Linked DNA regions of Danio rerio: region 1 is linked to region 2. A link is a contact called in public Hi-C data. All regions are on one chromosome and are shown on one strand. Each heading gives the region's core, a stretch centred on a gene start, on an enhancer-like site or on the middle of the called end of the contact. The rest is flanking DNA. Distances are from core to core; before and after follow the strand shown. Region 1 holds the start of lfng (LFNG O-fucosylpeptide 3-beta-N-acetylglucosaminyltransferase). Region 2 has its middle 69 kb from the start of grifin.

Region 1 (5,459 bases), core at 2,487-4,986, 75 kb after region 2:
GATTATCTTTTTAATCAAAAAAGGGAAAGACATTAACAAAAGATGCTGTTTGCTAAAAGAAAGTTTGATCCTTCCCACTTTGTCGTAGAACTGCAGAATTTCAAAACTTTTTGTTATATTCTTAATGATATCCTCCAAAATGTCTTTAATCATTTTATCAAAAAAGAAGAAGAACAAATAATGCTGTCAGTCAAGGGAAGGCTTCACACATCACATTCACACTTGGTCTAAAGAGGACAACTTTTTGTGCCCAATCATACACCTAGCGCTATAAGGCACAAGATGTGTATGACACGATTTGTTGCTATTTACACACCAACGCAACTATAATTTCCACATTTTGCGCCACATTTTTTTTAACATAGTAAATACATTTTTTTTTCAGTTTATTGATGACAATTTGGATTTGTATAATGTTATCATTGTTAGTATTATTTGATTATATGCATATTTATATTTGTTTTAATAAAAACAAGTTTAGATTTGTCCACCTGTCGGATTTTGTAAAAGTATGCATCACCATATGGGCGTGTGTTTGGATGTAACTCTTTTTTGAGCACACTTCGTTATTATTGTTTATTTGTTTGTTTGCTGGAAATTAAAACTGAGTTTAGAAATAGTTTTGAAACAAATGAAATTAAATATGTAGACTAATGTATGTCTTTATTGGAGCGAGTTTCCAGCCTTTCCTTATCCACCAAGTGAAGTAAAGAGTAAAAGTAAAGTAAAGAGGCTGAATGGAGCAGGCTCAGTCTTTATCCTATTAGACAAATAGTCTGCTTAACTGTTTTCTTGCTAGTGAAGCATTTAGTTTTTTACTTGTTAATAGCAAATGCGCCATGGTGCGACTCAACTGACTCCTAAAGGGAATGTGAGATGAGACGCCTATTGGTTTATTGCATATACGCTCAAAACACACCCCTAAAGCCTACACTGAATCTGCGCGCACAGAATTTCACAGATTTTAAACTCATCATTGATTCTGTTTATTTATTTGTGTAAATGTTTATAAATTTATATTTATTCCATTTTTTAATTAATTTTAGCAACATTATTGACTAATTTGAAAAAATTTATATGATTTATTTACAATAAAGTTTTAAAGTAATATTTTCTGTCTTTTAGTAGATATATTATATTAGAGACTTGCTTTGTTTACCAAATAAAGTGAATCTAATTGGATTTGCATTTTGACAAGTTAAAAAGGTATTACTTTTATTGCATATATTAGGGTTTTAGTTACAATACTCCCAAAATCATTCTACATAAATCCGCAGATTTTTAACAAAATTCTGCGCAGAAATAGCAAAAATGTCAGCAGATTCCGTCTGGCCCTACCCCTAGCTCATTAAGAGAATAAGAACAACCCTGTTAGACCATGTGCTGGGGTACAAACCATAATTTTTCGTCCTTAAATTAGCAAAAGGACATTCAGACACACCCTAATGCTTTTGCGCCATATGCTTCAGATTTTGCGTTTTTAATGATATCTTCCAAGTCACTTTTTCTTGAGTGTTACTTAGAGTGCATCAAGAAAGTATTCATAGCTTTTTTATGTAACAGCCTTATTTCAAAATGAATAAAATTCATTTATTTCCTCAAAATTCTACACACAATACCCCATAATGACAATGTGAAAAAATATTTTTTTGAAATTGTTGCAAATGTATTAAAAATAAAAAAGCTGAAAAATCACATGTATAGAAGTATTGACAGCCTTTGCTGTGAAGCTCTAAATTGAGCTCAGGTACATTCTGTTTCCACTGATCATTCTTGAGATGTTTCAGCAGCTTAATTGGAGTTCACCTGTGGTAAATTCAGTTGATTGGACATGATTTGAAAAAGCATACACCTGTCTATATAAGGTCCCAGGGTTGACAGTGCATGTCAAAGCACAAACCAGGCATGACCCAAAAGCACATACCAAAATATCAGTAGAGTGGCTTCACAACAACTCTGTGAATGCCCTTGAGTGGCCCAGCCAGAGTCCAGACCTAAATCCTATTGAGCATTTCTGGAGAGATCTGAAAATGGCTGTACACAGTCCCTTCCCATCCAACCTGACAGAGCTTGAGAGGTACTGCAAAGAGGAATGGGCAAAAATTCCCAAAGACAAGTGTGTCAAGCTTGTGGCATCATATTCAAAAAGACTTAAGGCTGTAATTGTTGCCAAAGGTGCATTAACAAAGTACTGAGCAAAGGCTGTGAATACTTATATACGCGAATTTTCAGGTTTTTTATTTTCAATAAATTTGCAACAATTTCAAAAAATCTTTTTTTTCACATTGTCATTATGGGTTATTGTGTGTAGAATATTAAGGAAATAAATGAATTTAATCCATTTTGGAATAAGGCTGTAACATAAATAAATGTGGAAAAAGTGAAAAAAAAACATTTGATAAAGAAAAAAAAAACGATGAACGTTAACAAAAGATGCTGCCTGTCAAGAGACAATATTGAACCTACACACTTTGTCTTGAACCATCTTAAAGAGTAAAGTAAAACTTCTTGTTATATACTTGATGATATGTTAATGACCTCTTTTACAGAAATATTAAGAACTTCTCAGCTGTTCAGTCTGAACAGTGGGGGCTTACTTGTAGTGTCTGGCTGTGGCATGCTTTGCAAGTAAGCTGTTGAGAGGGTTAGAAGTAGGATCTAAAGTGTTTAAGTCTGTCACCAGCAGTTGCTGAGCTGTCAGCTGGAAGTCACGGCCAGGGTCGTGCTCCCAGCTCTACAGGCTCTTCATTGCAGAAGAGGCGCCATTTTTAAGTAAGCACAAGGAACACGCGGTTGTTTGAAGGCCCCACAAGGTCAGCTGCCGAGGATTGACTGGAGCGCGCCATTATAGTGAGCCTGATGTGAATGTTGACATTTAAAAATGGCTGGTACTTGGTGTGATGTCTGCAGATTTTGTTCAGTAGCAGTGTTTTTTACACATATGAAAACATGTCCCAGTCAAATTTCACCCAGAAGCAGGCAAAGGAAAACATAACATTTTGTTATTATATATATATATAATATATATTATATATATTATATATTATATATACATATAATGATGATGGAAAATCTGCATTGCTTGAAAAAAAAAATACTTTAAAATAGCATGCATTTAATTGTTCTTTTTTCTATACTGAATAAATAATGACAGAAATTAAAAAAAGTATGTTTAAAGGTGGATTAAACACAATGCTATATTTTAGAAGAGCAATAAACGCTTTTTTTAGTTTCAGAGTGTTTATTAAATTTATAAATATATATTTAAAGTTAAATATTATATGCATTTTGTGTAGAAACATATGGATTTTGTTACAGTGAATAAAAATTTGTGCTATTTTTACAGACAGCCGTGGTTAGTTTTAGAGGGATAAAACATTTTGACAACAAATCGTCTTGTCCATCTAAAACATTTGAAGCATACTTTGCATAAATATTTACAAATCTGCACACCCTGCTCCTCCTGATAATGTGCAATTAACACCAGTTAACAGCACAGACAAACACACAGACAGTTTTAAAAAGCATGCTTTTTTTTTTTTTTTTTTTGGAAATGTTTACTCCTGTTCGTGCTCTTCACCTCCCCCCTCTTTGTCCCTCGCCTGCTGTCCTTTGACGCGTCCTCCTATTGATAGTCTCTCCGCGGTTCCCACAGCACAATAGCCATCAACGCCCCGCCCACTGGGCGTAACCAAAGCTGTGGGCAGTTTATAAAAGCCCCTCCGAGTGACAATGAGGAGACTCTCAGCGCTACTATGCAGCAGTCGGATGACACGCTTGTTTTTTTAGAATAGGCTTTTGGAGGGAGGTTTAGATAAATGCTGTGTATATAAAAAAACATAGTTTATTGAACATGTTGAAAACATATCGCGGAAAAGTCGTGGTCTCTCTTGCGGGAGCCACCGTCACCTGTCTGGGGTTTCTGTTGTTTCTCTCGCAGCATCAGCGGATTCAGGCGGACGGGATGCAGAACGAGAGCGAGGTCGGGTTGCGCTCTCTCCAGAGTCTGGGAGATTCAGAGACTGATGATGGAGCTCAGCCTGAGCAGAATGCAAAGAAAGGATTCTCTGCCTATTTTTCCAAGCTGACCCGCAGCAGGAGGGAAGCGGATAAGCCCAGCGAGGCACCCGGAGCGGCGACAGACGCGCCGCCTGCGGAGGACATCAGCGCGGATGACATCTTCATCGCAGTGAAGACCACTAAAAAGTTTCACCGGTCCAGACTGGATCTACTGCTGGACACCTGGATCTCCAGAAACATGCAACAGGTATACACTGTTACATATTGTTTCTAAATCTTGTTGCAAATTTTGGTTTGCTTAGTATTTTAAAAATCGTGTGCGTTAGAAAAAACAGTTTTAGTTATGAATTTATCCATATTTGCATTTCAAGTGTTTAAATAATTTTAGTCTTTGCTGTTTTATACAGCCTCTTTGTAACACTTATTCCCTCTTTCTAAAAATAAAGTTGCTTAACCTGTGGAAATTATGGTTTTGTGCTGAAGACAACTGGGTTAGTGGTGTTGCTACAAAGACTTTAGCTCATAACTTTTGTTTTTATTTAGCATAAGCAGTATCACAAACCCATTAAAATGTCATGTTTGTAGTCATTAGGTGATCAAATACATTTATATATTCCTGAAATATTAAAAAAAACAAAAATAAAATGCACAGATTCACAATCTCTCTGTGCTGTCTGTGGCAATGGTTGTATTGCTCACAGGGTGGCTGTAAGTCCCCCCTGCTCCCCTCCTGCTCCATTGTTTGGGGTGTCCCCGTGAATACTCCAGGCCTAAGGATGCATCACAGCAGCAGCTTCAGAGCTGTCCCCTTCTCAGTGCTAACAAAGCGTCTTTCTGAAGGGGGAAAGAAAAGCTTTGCCAGCCCCTTGTCTCCCACTCTCCATGGGAACCGGGGATCTGGAGCAGAGGCTGGGTCAAGCTACCCAAGCGGTGGGAAAAGAGAGTCTTCGTTATGGAGATGCTGGGGGGCACAAAGGGACAGCATCTATAGGCAAGGAAAGGCTTTTCAGCAACATGCCGAGTTGACTCAGTATGAAAATACAGCTCTGAGAAATAGGCCTCTTTTGCAGACAGCACAAAAGCACTCTCCGCACCTTGACAGCAGCAAGCGCAGAGCAGTCAAAGTGATTTTACCCACCATCTAGAGTAGTCGCTTATACTTTTTTACAAAAGTCAGTTTAATTTGCCTCGGGGCTCTGTCACAATCAGTTTCCTTCACACCTTAAACACGAGTAGGTTTTATTAATGCTATTTGAATATGGCTCAGCCATAGCAGCACTTTTATATTCTTGCCGCAACCGAGCATAAAGAACATTGTTTGTGACATTTGTGAGAATATGAAAGCATGTGGAATGTAAGAAATCATATCAGATGTCGTGAGCACACATTAAGTCAGTTCAGATTTGTCTTTTGCTGTCCAGCTAAACTGATACAGCCAC
Region 2 (5,358 bases), core at 1,569-4,068:
CACACACATACGCTATGAATAATTTAGCTTATACCTAACTCACCTATACCGCATGTTTTTGGACTTTTTAATACCAAAAAAAGCATTTGTAACAATTAAAAATAAATTAATATGTAATTATGCACTGATAAAAAGAAATACAAATAAATTGCAAATCTTAGGCTTTGAAAACTCGAGCTCTTTAAAAAGATAGTTCACCCAAAAATGGACATTTCCTCGCCATTTACTCACATTTGTGTGGTTCTAAACTTTTTTGAGTTTCTTTCTACTATTGAACACAAAGAAAGATATTCGGAAGAATGTTTATAAAAAAGCTGCCACTGACATCCATAGTAGCTGTTTTTTCCCCCAACATTCTTCAGTATATCTTTATTTGTGTTAAACAGATAAAGAAACACCAACAGGTTTGGAACAAGTGAGGATAAATAAATGATGACAGAATTACATTTTTTGGCAAATTATCCTTTAAAAGCTGATGTATTTTAATTTGACATCAGTGTTTTTATTATTGCTTATTATTAGAAAAAAACAGCCCCTCCTGAATGATTGTAATAATGTCATTCCTCTGGTCCATTTTTTCCATATGTGTGCATATACAAAGTACAAGCAATGTTTTTTCTTTTATATTATTGTTAATATACAATATATATTATATTATATATTGTTAATATACATATACATATATGCACTACCGATCAAAAGTTTTTTTTTTTTCGAAGAAATGTATTCTGTTCATCAACGTGTGCATACATTTATTAAATGTAAAAAAATAATAATAGTTGTTAATATAATTTTTTTATTTATTAAATACATATTTATTACTTATTGTATGAAGTTTCAAATGAAATTATTACTCCAGTCATTATTGCTTTTATTACTATTACCATTAATAATAATATTAATATGAATAATAACATTGATATTGTTATTCAATATCATTGAATAACAGTGTGATTGAATCACAATAACAGTGTGATTTTAAATCACACTGAACTGAGCTAAACTGAACTGAACTGAACTTAAACACTAAAAACTGAACTACACTGTTCCAGTTACTATGACCATTTATGTGAAGCTGCTTTGACACAATCTATATTGTAAAAGCGCTATACAAATAAAGCTGAATTGAATTGATATGAATTATTATTAGAGTGATTTCTGAAAGATCATGTGACTGAGTAATGAAGCTGAAAAATCATCTTTAAAATCACTGGAATTAATTATTAAACTGAACGATAAACTACTTTTGAACAGTTATTTTATAGTGCAATAACGTTTCACTGTATATTTGAATAAATAAATGCAGCCTTGGTGAGCAGTTTAAAACATTTCGAAATCTTACTGACCCCTACTGTAAATGACTTTAGATAATTAAAGTATGCCTGCAGCATGCATGAAGATGTCAAAATTATATTCAAACGCTAGCATCCATAGCTATCAATTTCATGTAAAAATCATATTTAGTCTAGAAATATGCAATATTTCAGAACATTCTGGAACGTTCCTTAAAATTAGTGTGACTGTTATTTAAATTATTTTACTTTGTAACAATCTTTATAGAAAAAATATGCTCTTAACATTAATATAATGTGAATGAAATGTTCTAATAAATTTTTAACAACGACCTGAGACATTACATATTACATGAGAATAAAACGTTATGAAAAGTTATTATAACCAAAATATAATGCTAGCTGGGTATGACCTAATCATAGGTATAGCTTAAGACACATGGTTGACGACATCAATAACCATATGCATTGTTACACTTAAACATAAGAAAAATAATAATGTAATTGAAAATACTGGCATATTTTAAAGTATAGAGCAACGTTAATTAAACAACTTTATAGTATCCACAGCACTATAATAATAGTATAATGTATTTCAGTAATCGTTGATCTATTAACAACTTAGAATAATGATTTGTATAATGTACTGTAAGAAATCCAACTTGCAAATTGTTAACTCAGTTTAAAATTGTAAGTAAGGTGGACATATTTTTGAGCTCAGAGTTGTATAAAAAAAAAGATTCAACTGCATGTTTAAAACTGTTCATTCAGTGAAAGTAAAAAAAAAAAATCGGTTGAGGAGACTTGGAATTTAGATTTCTTCATTTGAGCGTTTACCACTGTAAAACTGAGTTAGTTTTAAAGCAGCTGGCTGCAAAGAAATGTTGAGTTTATTAAGCTTCAGTGGTTGACGTTGTGTTAAATTATTCTTTAATGTATACTTGCCTTTTCAGTCAACTTAAAAAAATGAGTTCACTGAAAAAGTTCACTGAAGCTTAATAAACTCAAAATTTATTTGCAATCACTTGTATTAAAATTGTAAGTGAACTCAACTTTCTATTTTTCAGTTATTTTTAAAACATTAATTAATGATTTTTTTTTTTTTACTAGATGACAATCAATCACTACAAACAATCACAATGCATTCAAATGAAAGCGAGCTCATGTACAAGGAGGAAATGAAGGAAAGAAAGGAGAGGTGATTTGCTCGCAGATGGACAATAAAGCTGCTGAGTTAGAGCTTCAGGACAGGAAGTGGGTCTCAGAGCTCTAATCTCACCCAAACCAGGGGTTCTCAGAGAGGGTCACACAAGAGCTCTGTTTACACACTCTCCCTGCAGCTATCACTATGACAATTAGTAAAGATTTACACCACTTTCTAAAGAGAATGCCTCACGCAGCAGCCATCTGAGACTAACCAGAACAGATAAAAGGAGCTGGAATGTTCTGCTAATGAGTATTTCAGCTAAATAGCCATTTCAAGGAGGCTTTTATCCAAAGTAACTGTAAGGGTGGACTCACTAAATAATTTTAGTGACATTTAAGGGGAAAACCTACATCTTATCTAATAACCACCTGTGTAACTTGATCGGATGCTGTATGTGATGTTTTTTGGCTGTAGCAGGAATGTCTAAACTGAGTTCTAAATTGTATTTTCATAATATTCAGTTGAAATATGGTCTTAAATTACGGTCTTAAGTGTCTTATGCTCCTCAATGCTGCATTTACATGATCAAAATAAAGTAAAACAGCATGCTGGAATGATTTCTACTGAATTTTCAGCTTCATTATACAAGTCTTCAGCATTGCATGCTCCTTCAAGAGTCATCTGAATATGATAATAAATATTTTTGTGGAACTGTGTTGTCCCCTATTAGTACATTTTCAAAAGTACATGCACCATTTAAATGGATAGTTTACCCAAAAAGTACAATTCTGTAATTATTTACTCACCTTTCACTTGAGTTTCTTTCTTCTGTTGAACACTTAAGATGTTTTGAAAAACAGTGGTTGCTTATCCCTCCACAGTATGTTTTTTTCTATATTGAAGTCAATGGGAATCAGCAATCAGCATTCTTCAAAGTATCTTTTTTTTATTGTTCAACAGAAGAAAAAACCCCATAACGGTTTATGGAGAGTAAATGAAGAAGCAATATCCATCCACTTAAATGTGTGGTATATGTAAGCTTTTGACTCCTCTAAAGCATAACAACACTATGTATAACAATAATATGTTTGCCGATATTCAAGAAACATGCTAAGTGAACATTCTTGGTTATCTGAAAAACAATGCTGAAGTCAGATATTCTGCTTTGAAAATGTGTTTTCCGTGCTGGAACCCTGTCTTTGTTTTGTTCATTTAACCTGTCCAGTGCCAGTTTAGTCAATTGTATTTCCGCACCCAGGTTGCCTTGACTGGAAAACTACATATTTCATGCATTCATTCAGAAAGGCTCTGAAAGCATGAGTCCGTGACCGAAATGTGACATCCGGTGGACAGTAGCAGACTCCAAAATGAGACACAGATTCAGAGTTCCACATGAGGTGATTAATTATCAAATGATATAAATATTATGAGCGTAAACATTAGGTGAGCAGGTTACATTGTAACCTTGTGTCCTAACAACACGCTTCGTGATGAGATATACAGTGATAAGCAATTTGGCTGTTTACACCAGACGAAACATGACAGAAATTTTAATACAGCCATTCAGAAGCACAGAATATGCGCTCACTCACGAAATGGTAAGGTTAATAATCTACTTAATACATACTAAACATATTTATCATTATTAAATGTAGATGTTGAATCATGCATTATTGCAAAGGCACTGAAGTTCAATTTCAAACGGTTTATTTCATTTTCAAGATCTGAGGTGAACTATCTGCTGCTGTTTTTAGTAGTATGGCAATAAATGTCCTGTCAAATGGCATTCAAACATTTTTAGCATTTAACACTGAATAAAACACATGAGGTTTACCTGAGGTGATCATTGTCAGTTTTCTGTTTTTCACCTGAGAGAAAGAGAATCTGTTTCTAATACAGTATATCAATTTGAGGTGTTGGTTAGGAAAAAAAAAAATTCTTTCTATCAGGTGCCATTGCTAAACACGACCACGGTTTAAATCACTCGCTCACTGTCCTAAATCTGCCAACCTGCGCTTGAGTTTGTTTTAATCCCGGAGTGCAATACCTAGTTCAACCACTGGGTGTCAAACTTACATACTGCACCTTCAACACAATCTTACGGCAATTCGTAACTTTTTGATTTAGTGGCTAATTCGTATGAATTCGTACAATCTAATTCGTACAATTTAGTACGACTTGCTTATCCCCCAATGACGGTTGGGTTTAGGGGTGGGGTTAGGTGCCACGCCTCTTCTTTAAAATCGTACAATTTTGTACAACTAAACTCATACGAATTCATACGAATTATCCACTAAACTGCCAAAACGTAAAATACTTACGTTTTCTCGTAAGATCATGGCACCTTTCAGGAAAATGTTACATTACACATTTAATGCATCCTTTCCTTATAATTAATTAATTTTAAATAAACAAATACAATTCTTCTGTTGTCAAACTCATAAACATATACTGCTGTTTATGTTTATCACAATGATAGTCAACTCTGATGGTCAACTATTGCTGTAGCCACTTAGATAGTAGCCTGTTTCTCTTCATTTTGTATGCTTGGTGATTGTTTGTATGTTCTCATGTGTTGATGGATGCGATGTTAAGGATCTCTGTATGTTTTTAATGTTCTGCAGAGCAGGAATCTGCTGAAAAACAGCAATCATGAGTCAGAACCAATTATCTTTCAATCCTTTCCTCGTTAAAAAATGTAAATAAAATAGATAAATAATGCAAGGAATAAACAGTGGCTTAGTCCAATCACACTTTATTTTTGATGGTCTGTTTGTTGAATTTAAGTTAAATTGCATCTACATGCCAACTTCTCTTTAGATATAAGTAGACTGTTAGATTGGGGTTATAGGGTTAGTGTAAGTTGAAACGTACTTTCAAAGTTTCTCATAGTCAGTTAAATGTCTGTTAAAGGAGAAG

What was found. Hi-C and Micro-C count contacts between places; a contact is called where the count stands out from the background.
Region 1: a contact with region 2 is called in a Hi-C map of hematopoietic stem cells, with 1.6 times the contacts expected there. The contact joins the promoter of lfng here to the enhancer-like site in region 2. A contact is called at or near these places in 1 of 18 Hi-C or Micro-C datasets (hematopoietic stem cells) and 1 of 4 datasets of contacts at active chromatin or transcription factors (gastrula embryo).

The regions. Positions count from the first base shown.
Region 1 is chr3:40,936,940-40,942,398 of GRCz12tu, forward strand. It overlaps lfng (LFNG O-fucosylpeptide 3-beta-N-acetylglucosaminyltransferase), which reads left to right and starts at 3,737. Exons shown (of 8, transcript NM_130971.2): 1 at 3,737-4,267. The coding sequence starts at 3,854. The region is part of intron 3 of LOC141381264 (a long non-coding RNA gene); the gene reads right to left.
Region 2 is chr3:40,863,318-40,868,675 of GRCz12tu, forward strand. No RefSeq gene overlaps it. Among named protein-coding and RNA genes, the nearest start is that of grifin, 69 kb to the left of the region's middle. Within about 2 kb of position 2,819, at least 21 of the 62 cell types and tissues checked have an H3K27ac peak or open chromatin away from gene starts, as enhancers often do. A contact at or near this core is called in gastrula embryo and hematopoietic stem cells, where this site is marked.